Regions from separate parts of the Mus musculus genome. Here region 2 is linked to region 1. Evidence: chromatin contacts called from public HiChIP or PLAC-seq data. All regions are on one chromosome and are shown on one strand. The core of a region is the stretch at or near the end of the contact, and the rest is flanking DNA. Distances in the headings are between cores, read along the strand shown. Region 1 holds the start of Rusc1 (RUN and SH3 domain containing 1). Region 2 holds the start of Efna4 (ephrin A4).

Region 1 (5,936 bases), core at 411-2,910:
TTCGTCTGTTTTCCGACCAGAGTCACTGTCCTCGATGGTTTTCCACCCAGCTTCAGTTTTCTCTGTGTCAATTTTCCAAATGGGGTTAATTTTCCAACTGGGCTCTGCTTTCCCTGCGTCGATTCTCCCATCTTCGGTCTCTGAGAGCTCAGAGGTAGCAAGATCCTGTTCCCCACTGTCTTCCTCTTCCTCCAAGCCTGGGGAAGGTAGGTCCTGGCAGGTGGTCAGGGCGTTGCAGTTCGAGTCCAGGTCAGGTCCAGGTGGAGAAGATATTCCAGAGCAAGAATCAGGAGAGCAACAGAAACTGTCTGGAGAGCAGGTGCTAGGGCCCGCTGGAGCCAGAGGAGAGCCCAGCTCCAAGGTGCTAGGCTGAGGGTTTGCATCCTCATTACCAGGCAGGTCTCGCGAGTAGACTGACACTGGAGACTCATCAGGGCTAAGGTCTGAGCAGGAGCTGAGAGAGGAAGAGCATCCTGGATCTGAAGGGGAAACAGCCTCTTCCTCCTGGGAAGGGTCCTGCTGATTTTCTATGCTGGACCCGTGCTCCTGGCAGCATCTACAGGGCACAGCTGGACTGTTGGAGTTGGCATCCACAAGGGTCCCGCTGCAGGGCCCCCTGCTTTCCTTGCCCCCGGTGTCTCCCGGGGGCGGGGGTGTGCTCAGAGGCCCCTCTCGTAGTTCAGGACGGCGGGACAAGTGCAGGCCTAGGGAGACATGCTGGAGATGGATGTGATTGAGGTTGCAGAGTAAAGCCCGCTGAGGGGACAGCATGGTGCCGAGGGAGGACGACGTATGGCTTTCAGAGAACCAAGAGGATCCAGCGTCTCACATCCACCTACCTGACAGTGTAGATGCAGACCTAGAAAACAGGGGTGGTTGAAACCTAGATCACGGGTAAGGGCACTGGAGGTGACTGAGGACTAGAACAGGCCTGGGAAGGATCTGGCTGCTTTGGGAGATATTTAAATGAGATTCAAATCACCACGGACAGGCCATTAGTTCCCACTGCAGTATTTGCAGGTGGAGCTGAACATAACCTCCAGGGAACGGAGAAAGGAGGGTCATCAGAGAATGCAGTTGTACTCTGATCTTTGTGGGGCTGCGAAGCTTGAAAAAAGAGTGGGGCCCAGAATATGGGGGTGCGATGCTTGAAAAAGAATAGGGCCCAGAATACACCGATTCTTCCTAATCAAGCTCTGTCCTCCAGCCTAACCCTGGGAGGAAGGGGACCCCGCCCGGATGCTCTAGTGAGGTGGATGGTGGGGAACAAGACGAAGGGTTTGGTTTGTTAACGCAGGAGAGGGGTCTGGGCTGGAGCAAGGGGAAGCATTCTGCTGTCAGCTCTGCATCTGTCCCAGTCCCTGTTCAGCTCTAGCCTTCCTCCTGTGTCCTCACCCACCGCAACGCCAAGATTTGTCCATTCACTCTGTGTCGTCTCCCATCACCCAGCCATCGCCCGTTTCTTTATTCTTTTAACTGCTCCTCTCCTGTGCTATCAATCCATCCATCCATCCATGCATCTATCCATCCATCCATCCGCACCCTCAGACCGAGCCCTCCTCACCGCAGTCCTCCTGGAATCGCTCCGGCCTTGGGCTCGTCTGCGTCCCCGCCCAGCAGGGAACAGAGCGGAGGGGAGGGGCACCGGCAAAACCCACTGTGGCTGCGCAGCCGCACCCCTTCACGCATGGGCGTGGCATAGCTCAGGACCGCCCCTCAACCCCCACGCAACACTTGACGTTGTGCCTATGTCACCCATCTACAAAGCAGACGCTTTGGGTCTCAAGGAATGCTTTTGCCAACCTGGATTCCAAGCTGCCCTCTCCCACCCCTGCATTCTGGATAAAGCTGAACTCCTGACTGCCACAAGAATAAAACCACAGGATGTTGAACAATAATTTATTGAGACCCCCTCCCTCCCAGCCTCTCCAATTCCGGGGTCACTTTCTCCGTTTGTAGATCTTGTTTGCAAGTTCCATGAAGATGGATGGGGGCAGGGGCGCAGAGCACTGCTCTATGAGACTCTTGAGGCGGTTGTAACTGTCTTCCTCATACTTGAAGAAAGCAGACTGCAGATCCAGCGCCTCATACAGTGCTTTCACCCGAGCCACTTTTTCTGGGTCCTTCTGCCCATAATTCTCCTGGAAGCACGAAAACAGCTTTACTTGGCTGGGTCCAAAGGCCCTCACAACTCATTCATTCACTCCAGACACTGGCAAAACTCTCCTCTCTGGGGATCCAAGATACCAAGCATTGCCTCCCGAGCCCAAAGTTCAGGTATTGGCTCTGGATTCTACTTCCTCTAGGGTTTCCCAGCCTTGACACGGCTGAGTTATTGGGCAGCATGCGTTGTCTGGCACTATCCAAAACCTTCCCGGTTCTGCCTGCTAGCCACCTTCAGCACAAACATCAAACTGCACTTAGTTGCCCAATGTCTCCTGGACAGCAAAATCACCCTGCTTTCCTAACCACCCCTCCTCCATCCCCTTAGCAAAGGGACATGCCACTCCCAGGCCCCACTCGAGCACCTCTAAGATCTGGCGCTGTTGAGGAGAGGCTCGTAGCAGACACTGAACCACCAGCCAGCTGCATTTGTTGTCCTGGATGTCAGTGCCGACCTTTCCCGTCACACTGGGGTCTCCAAAGAGATCAAGGTAGTCGTCCTAGGCAGCAGGCATAAAGGAGAGATGAGGAGGTCCCCAGGCCGGGAAAGAGAAAATATGCACTCTGGGCTGCAGGACCTGCCTACCTGGACCTGGAAGAACTCGCCCATCTCCATCAGGATCTTCAGGGCATTGGCGTGTTCCTTCTCCCCATCAATGCCTGCCTGTAGGAGACAGGGTAGGCAGCATGACCACACATCTTCCCCTGGGAGCTGCAGCCATTACGGTTCCACTTTCAACTTCAACTTCTTACAAAATGAAACGAAGACCTGACCCATAAACCACCTCCACACCTAGTCTCCTGCCTCAGCCTCAATTTCGCTCTGCCGCCCCCCCTCCGCCCCCCGCCAGATGTACCATCCACAGGCCTCAACTCTGCCCACTTTCCAGTATCAGAGGGACAGAGGGCTTGCCCGAGGTCACACCGTCACACAGTAAATGCCCTCCTGTCCCAGCGTCCCCGAAAGAAAACAGTGGAAGTGCCACCAACTCACCATGTACATGGCGGCCGCAATAGGCAGGTAGAAAGAGTAGAAAGCCGTCTTGTACTTGACAATCGATTTGTACCTGAGTCAGGGGAGAAGATGCATTCATGGGGACACAGCCCATCTTTAGTCTCTGTCTACACATGATTGCTAGTGGCCTCACCTCTTTTCAGTGTATCTACCAAGATCCACATGGCCCTGGGGTGCTGTCATGAGGTCTAGAGTCTGCCCGATCTCTGTCTGATAGGAACTCTAGGGAAGAAAATAACACACGGGCTCTGAGCCAGGCTTTCTCCGGGACCAGGAAATGCTTGCATCCCAAGCAGCTGACAACTAGGCAGGCAGGCAGGAGGGAAGAGAGCAGCTCCGTGCATGCTCACAATCACATGACAGCCTTCTTCACTTGCCATTGCACACTTCCCAGTCTAGCACAGCAGAGCACGTGCCACAGAGGCTAGAGCTACAGGAGACAGGTGTGGGTCCCCAGCCCCACTGCAATGCACCTGCAGAAAGAGCTCCAGCAGGTTCAGGTAGTAGGGCTGCTCCCTGCAGTAGAACTTCAGCAAACGATAGATGGAGGCTTCCAGAAGCAGAGCGTCGTTGATGGCATCCAAGCCTATGCCTGGCTGTTAGGAACAGTGTGAAACAAGTTACTGCTGGCCAGATTCAAACCATCACAGCAGACACCCCAACCACCTCTCCTATGGCCTGTCTACCACACCCATTGCTACTTTCCTGCGTGCCTTACCTTCTGATACCAGCAGATCTGTCCCCGGCGAGTGAGGGAAGAGTCCATGATGTCATCTGACACAAGGAAGAAAGCCTGGAGCTAGGAGAGGAACAGGGTAAGACTGAAGGGCTCTAGGAGGAGCTCTCTCTCAGAGACAGCTGCTGCTCTGAACACTGCTGTACACTGGGTAGAAGGGTTGGCTGTGGAGACCTCCTCTCGATACCACGTAGGCATCCTTTTTTTTTCAGGCTAATGAACTAAAACACACCTCTGGCACCTCTAACAGGCTCTAGAGTCCCCGGTAGCAGGAGAGTGTAAAACAACTTCATGTGGCTCCCTCTTCTCCAAAGCATCAGTGAATTTCTACCCCAGTAAGTGACTGTGTTGGTGAGTTTAAGGTCAACTTGACACAAGCTACAGCTATTTGGAAAGAGGGACTCTCAACTTAAAAAATGCGCACACCAGATTGGCATGGGCAAGACTGTGAGGCATTTTCCCAGTGAGTGCTGCCCACCTCTGGGCGGGCAGTGCTGGGGTGTATGAGGGAGCAGACTCAGCAAGCTATGGGAACAAACCAGTCACCATCATCCGGCATGCATGGCATCTGCACTAACTGCCACCCTGACTCCCCGCAGTGATGGGCTGACGGTCACACTTCCAGGAGCACCCCCCTGGCTAAATGGCTTTTCCCTTTGGAGAGAGCCTAGCTCCTTACATGGCCAAGGACCTGCACTTCTGCCCTTACCTCTACGACCCAGGTGCTGAGATCACAGCTGTCTGCTGCAGTGCCTGCTTCTGTACACAGCTGGGCAATGACCCCAAGACTCCATGCTACCAACTGAGCCACTTTGCCTGCCGGCAAATGCTCTTCATCTCAGCAAAGGACTCACTTGATATCCCCAGAGCCTAGCCCTGACCTCAGAGTGGTGCCTCCCAAGAGCTCGCCGTTAAGGAGATGGAAGACAACACCCATGACACTTCTGGGTTGTTTCCTTGAGACAACCTCACTATAAAGGCCAGGCTGGCCTCAACCTCAGGGTCCTCAGCCCACCTCCTGAACACTGAACCACCTCCCGCTCCAGTCAGGCTACACATTTGTCACACAGCAAGTGCTTTAACTGAACGACCTGGCTTTACTGTGTTAAAGGTGCTGAGGATGGGACTCGGGGCTTCACATACAGTAGGGAAGGCTTTTGACCTCCACAACAAAATTAAGCACTTTTTTCTCTTTTAACAAACTTCTATTATTATTGTGTGCAAGGGCTTCTATTATTGTATGTACACACCACAGCACACAAGTGGAAGTCAGAGGACAACTTCTAGGAGTTGTTTTGCCGTTTCCGTCTTTCCCTGGGTTCTGGGATAGAACTCACTTTACCCACTAGAACAGTACCAGCCCTCCACTGATCAGGGGTGAGGGAGGTGTGCCTCGGTGTGGATGCTCGCATGCCACAGCATGCAGTGAGTTCAGAGGGTGACTTTTGGGAGTCAGTATGCATCTTCGTACATGGGCGCTAGGGATCAAACTCAGGGCTCCAGAACTTTTATTGACTCACCCTGTCATCCCTATGATTCTCAACAGAAGTCTATCATTACATCATCCAAACACCACAAACTGTAAGTCAGTATGTGTGATGGCACACACCTATAATCCCAGCACTCGGAAGGCTGAAGCAAGGTGATCTTGAGTATGTATGAGCTGTACACAGTGAAAATCTGTCTCGAAAACAAAACAGCCAGGCACTGATGGAGCTCACCTCTAATCCCAGCACTTGGAAGGCAGAGGCAGGTGGTTCTGAGTTCGAGGCCAGCCTGGTCAACAAAGTAAGTTCCAGGACAGCCAGGGCTATACAGAGAAACCCTATCTTGAAAAACCAAAAACCAAAACCAAAGGGCAGCGATGTAGTTAAGGGATAAGAGAGTGTTTATAATAGACAAGACCCTGAGCTTCATGAAAACTTTGGAAACCCCTCACCTACCCAGAAAAAAAAAAAGTCACAGTCATTCAAGAGCCAGGTCTGAAACAAGTTAGAGCCATGGGGTGGGGGCACATCCACT
Region 2 (5,357 bases), core at 218-2,717, 240 kb after region 1:
AATGAGTCCAACACAGGCACGCACACAACAAAGCATGATTTAGAAAAGGCCTCTAAACATCCTTCAGTGGGTGGCCAAGAACCACCTGCTGTGTCGACTCTTGATTAGAAGGATTCCTGGGCTAGGCTCTGACCACTAGCCAGAGAAGGAACCAGGAACAGAGGGGAGATAGGATCTTTGTATGCTTCATCACACTGGGTGTGGAGAAACACCCCCTGCCAAGCCAGAGCTCAGGAAATACTTGTGAATTTGGTGAATGAACTAGAAACACAAGAGCTGGGGGCTGAGGGACTGGTCTGGAACTGAGATAGAAGAAGTCAGAGTCCAGGACAATAGCGCTTATCACCCGGTATTGGTATTGGAATGACTATCTTTAGGCCTGCCCTCCCTGGGGGGCTGTGGCCTCCCACGGGGCAGGGTTTCATTGGTAAAGCCCAGCAGCTCAGCACTGGTCTTGACACACACACAGAGTATGTGCTTATCAAATGTTAGTGAATAAATGAACAGAGCCACAGATTGTCTGAAGTAGAAAATCAGAAAGGAAAACAGATGGGGAAGGCAGAGAGGCAGGGAGGAATGGGAAGCAGGATGCAAACAGCAAAAAATACCGAGGTTCAAAGGCAGCCAGCTCAGCAGAGGGGAAGAAATAAGCATTGAAATCTGTACAGCGGCACTCCTTTCCACAAGCCTGACCTCAGTCAGTCCACTTGCTTCCCAGGGTACTGGGTATTATTAGCCCATTTTGTAGATGACATAACTGAGGTGAGCAAGGTCAAATGACTGGCCCACAGGTGAATCAGATGGAAGAACAGGGCCAGGATTGGACAGAAATAAGATCAAGATGGAAGCAGAGATATCCAGGGGCCCGAGAGGCTCTCAGAACCAGAGAGGAACTCAACGTTCTTTCACTTGGGTAAAAATCCCTCCCTGGTTCTCAGCGGTCCACCCCAGCTCCTGCCCCGCCGGAGGTTTGGGCTCCCTAGAAAAGGGGGGCGGGACCCGGAATACGGGGCCCAGGCCCCCTCAGCTCCCTGCTCTCAGACTCCAACCGACCACCCTCAGGACTAGGGTGGTCCGCTCGCCCCCACACACACGTTCGGGCGGGGGGGGACCCCCGGGCACGCCTCGCCCCTCCCCCGCCGGCTCAAACAAAGGAGCCCCATCGCGCGGCTGGGCAGGGCTCAGACAGCGCCTTGCAAAAAGGCGAGCAGCGGGCGCGCGCACAGCCTGGGAGCGCGCGGGCCCAGCTCGGCTCTCGCCTCGCTCGGCCGTGCTACCTGGGGTTAGAGGAGTTCCAGTAGATTGGGTGGCGGAGGCTGGAGCACCCCGGCAGGCGCGAGCCGAGCAGCGCGGCCCAGAGCACAGTCCGCAGCAGGGGCAGCAGCCGCATCGCCCCTGGGGTCCAGTCTGGTCTGGCCCGGCTGGTCCCGGCCCACTTCTCTGTCCCGGCGAGAAAGGTACAAAAGTGGAGGGGGGTGGGGGGTACGGAACGGAGGAGGGGTGTGGAGGCTCCTAGACCACAGCCCTGGGTAACTTTCCACCAATGAAAACTTGTCTCCGCCTCTCTACTCAGCGCCAACTCTTGTTAACCCTTTGTGCTTCCTGTGCCCCGAGCGCTCCAGGTTAGCCAAAGCGTCCCTTTGTTATCTCACTGTGCTGGAAGAGGGTGGCATGGTGGATATTCCACTAAGGACTTAATGCTTGAGGGTTTTGGTTTTCTATGTGTGTGTACGTGTCGGCGCTTCTATTCCTTCTCCACCTTATTTTTTGAGACAGGGTCTCTCACTGAACCCTGATTGGCTTGGCTTGCAGTCCTGTAAGCTTGGGGTCGGGGTAGGAGGGGGTGCTCCTGTTTCCTAGCCCCACCTCACCCCTCCCACCCACGGAGGGGTTACAGAAATAAACCACTAAACTTAGGGCTTTTTACACGGGTGCTGGTTATCCAAACTCAGGTAAGCACTTTACCAAGGCTGTCTTCTTTCAAATCCTATGTTGTACTTTATTTTGTTTAAAACAGGGTCTTAACACTAAAGTCTGGCTGGCTTGGAACTTCTATTATAAGCCAGGCTGGCCTCAGACTGGCAATGATCCTCCTGCTCTATCCTCTCCAGTGCTGGGATTACAGCCACGGGGTTCATGCAGCACCACCTAAGAGGGCCGGTTCGGTTTATGTTTAGATCTTGTCCTTTGTGTCTTCATTGGTTCAAGGTAGAAAGCCTCATTGAAGTCTGGGAGGTCAGAGCTGGATGGCACATGAAGTACACCCATAGAAGAATCCAGCATTCTAGTCAGCACACAGCAAGTTCCTATTTGGGGGTAGGAAAGTGTGTACATAGGTGCCGTGCGCGCGCGCGCGCGCGCACACACACACACACACACACACACACACACACACACATGATGGCCAGCACCTGATACCCCAGATACTTTTGGAGGCTGAAGCAGAATTACCTTCCATGCATTGTTCTTTTGCTTTGCACACGCAGATGGTACAAGGGGAAGGACTGAAGTGGCTCTGGGGACACCCCTGACATTCCTCTAGAGCATCGTGCTGGGTGACCATTGTGGGACACAGCCTGCCCCTTATCCGCACACACCTCTCTCCCAGGAGTCCTCAGTCCTGAGGTCTAAATGATGAGGTGGTAGCAATCAGTACAAAGCACAAAGCACCTTTGTTCTGGAACCTTCAGGTGGGGGCAGGGAAGTGGAGGAGGCAGGTGTGAAGCCTTGGAATCCAAGCAGCCGCTGCCCTGCTCCACCCAGGCTCAGGGCTCTGAGAACACCAGTTAGATCCATTTTCCCAGCCACTGGTCAGAGGGTGGGGATGCAGGTCTGACGACTTAGGTCATTTGTCTCTAGCTGTGGTGGGGGCTGAGCAGCATTGCTGGGGAGAACTTGGGAGTCCAGAGGCCATCGGACCCAGACTGGGCAGAAGCAAGCCAGAGGCATCCTAAGTGACACATTCTTGTTGACCCTTTCTGGGAAGTGATCCTATTCTACAGGCCCTGGTTTGACCCAGCAGCGTCTCCTAGTGGCCAGACCTGCAAACAGCAGGAACTACCCAGCTTCCAGGAGCAGACACATTCCAAGATCTCACATTTATTACAACAGAGCAGAGATAGACAGTGTCCATGTCCTTCCGCCACCTACTCCAGCCCCGGCTTCGGCCCCTCCCCAGCATCCCGCTGCAGCTATTTTAGTGCGTCCCCAGGTATTGCTTAACAGCGCCTGGTGGTTCTTTAGGGCTGGACACCAGATTGTCTGTTCTCCTGCTTCTCTAGTGTTTGGGGCAGAGGTTCCATTTCTTTGAGTCTTAGAGCTTGAGAAGGAGGCAGCCAAATCTCCAGAGGTCAGAGGTAGAGCGAAGATGCTGCAGGGGGTGGTGGAGCTGGCCTGGAGTTTAGAAAAGCCAAGAAGGAAAATGGTCAGAACTCCTGCCTAGATGCCTCGCTGGCAGCAAGTCACTTAACCTCAGCAACACCCTCTTCACCTACCTGGAGGGCACCACCAGCGGCAAGCTTCCATCTCCTGGGCCAGGCAGGTCACCTGGTGGGTGCTGGCCCTGTGGGTTGGCAGGCAGTGGCTTTCTTGGGGGTGGGGGTTTGGTAGGCCCCTGAGACTGAGAAAGAAGGCCAGTTTGGAAAGAGGTCATGTTTCTCACCCACAATGTAGGGGTTCTAAGAGCCGTGCTAGTGGTCACTTTTGTCTCCAAACAAACCTGTCACTACCAAAGGTGCCACTGGGATACATGCCGTCAGGCACAGAGGGAGGCAACCTGTCTCCCATTGCCACCATTGCTCTAGGTAGGAGAGGCAATGTCCTGTTCCCCCTCACTGTTACCTTTGGGCGCCTCACCACAGGGTCAGCGGGCAGAGGGCGAGTGGGGGGATTGGATCGGTCAGCCAGCGCAGCCTGAACAAAGAGAGGAGCAGTGGCTTGGAAAGCATGGTCCAAGGTAGTGAGCGTGCAGACACTACCCAGGGGTCGACATGCAAACTCAGCCGAGGGTGGGGGTGGGAGTGTCCAGAGGAAAACGGGAGCATGCGCAGAGCCCCGGGGAAGGAAGGTGCAGATCGATCACGGAGTCCCTGGATGGCTGCAGTCCTACTATAGACCACCAGGTGGTAGTAGAGACCATGGCGGGAGGCTCACCCTTTGCTGCATCTGGGACTTTGAAGGCTGAGGGGGCACCCTGGTCTCCTAATGAAGAACACCACTGGGGGGAAGCAGGGATGAGAACTGCGATTGGGCACCACACCTCCCACCTGTCCTGAGCCAGGGCAAGGCCCAGCCCAGATTTACCTGGAGTTTCTTGGGCACGGGGTTAGGTGGCAGCGGCCTGGAGGGGGGCACTGGAAAGCTGACCACACTAGCTTGCTGAGAAGGCAGGAGGAGCAGACAGGCAGAGTAGGCAAGAGGAAACAGACAGATGTGGGCAGAAAGGGGTTAGTGTTCAGAGAGGGCAGCAGGGCCCCAGAGGCAGTGAGGTCACTGAGCTGCATGCGGGGAGTGGCATGTGCTGGAGGGGACATGCAGGCTGACTCCATACACACCCTCTTGCCATTAAAGGTAGAGGGCTTAGGCCCTGGGCACTTGGCATCCTTTCACACATGATGTCCTGGGCCTTATCAGATCTTAGCACACGGAAGGTCCTTTTGCACAAGGCCCCATTATCCCATGGCTCTGGTCGCTGTGAAGGGCATGGATAGAACCATCTCTCAAAGCCACTGATTGGGCCAGCTGAAAGAGCTCAGCAGAGCCTTCTGGTGGTGACTGGCTCACCCACTCTGGCTGTCCTTGTTTCTCTGCCTGCTACTTACTGGTCCTGAGTCCTTGGATTGACTGAGTACTCCAAGTCTTTCTGAGTCTTGAACCCTTAGTGCTACCTCTAAGGCCCGAGTTAACAAGTAATGTGGACTCCTCTTTCCTCTGGCATCCAGGGCTTACCTTAGTGCCTGTCATCTGCTGTGCCCGCTGTGGAGGTCCTGGTCGTTCAGGAGGACAGGATTGGGGTGCCCTGAGTATGAAGAAAGCCAAAGAAAAAAATGGGACTAGCCACCTACCTGCTGATCTGGGAGAATTGAACCCTTTGGCCCTTGGAGGGTAGTTGTGTGTGCTTGAGCATCCTGGAAGAAGGCTACCTTTCCCCTGCCTTGGGGTCCTGAGAGAAGTGGCCCTTGTATCTGGGGGTGAAGTTAAGGGAAATACACAGAGATGACAGGTAGGTGTGTAGGAATGGTAGTCAGGAAACTCAGGATCTGAGAGTTGGAACTTAGAAGCAAGGGGTAAGGACTGAATGTCTTGGGGCCTTTAGAATCAGGGCTCCAGGACTGTCCCTGACTGAAGGAAACAGCAGC

Evidence for each region. HiChIP or PLAC-seq counts read pairs in DNA pulled down with a chosen protein or histone mark.
Region 2: an HNF4G HiChIP or PLAC-seq map of pancreatic cancer cells shows a contact between it and region 1. The contact joins the promoter of Efna4 here to the promoter of Rusc1 in region 1. A contact is called at or near these places in 4 of 39 promoter capture datasets (the C10 cell line, embryonic stem cells, pre-B cells and 1 more), 2 of 484 Hi-C or Micro-C datasets (both in embryonic stem cells), 6 of 115 datasets of contacts at active chromatin or transcription factors (embryonic stem cells, memory CD8 T cells and pancreatic cancer cells) and 3 of 9 other capture datasets (adipose tissue, liver and pancreatic islet).

Annotation. Positions count from the first base shown.
Region 1 is chr3:89,091,703-89,097,638 of GRCm38.p6, forward strand. Rusc1 (RUN and SH3 domain containing 1) reads right to left here and starts at 1,661. Exons shown (of 11, transcript NM_028188.2): 1 at 1,565-1,661; 2 at 1-859. The coding sequence starts at 771. It overlaps Fdps (farnesyl diphosphate synthetase), which reads right to left. Exons shown (of 10, transcript NM_134469.4): 4 at 3,897-3,977; 5 at 3,652-3,774; 6 at 3,312-3,400; 7 at 3,158-3,230; 8 at 2,750-2,827; 9 at 2,529-2,663; 10 at 1,886-2,141. The coding sequence ends at 1,941.
Region 2 is chr3:89,336,561-89,341,917 of GRCm38.p6, forward strand. Efna4 (ephrin A4) reads right to left here and starts at 1,468. Exons shown (of 4, transcript NM_007910.2): 1 at 1,278-1,468. The coding sequence starts at 1,390. It overlaps Adam15 (a disintegrin and metallopeptidase domain 15 (metargidin)), which reads right to left. Exons shown (of 23, transcript NM_001037722.3): 19 at 4,948-5,017; 20 at 4,303-4,377; 21 at 3,841-3,912; 22 at 3,495-3,619; 23 at 3,080-3,393. The coding sequence ends at 3,351.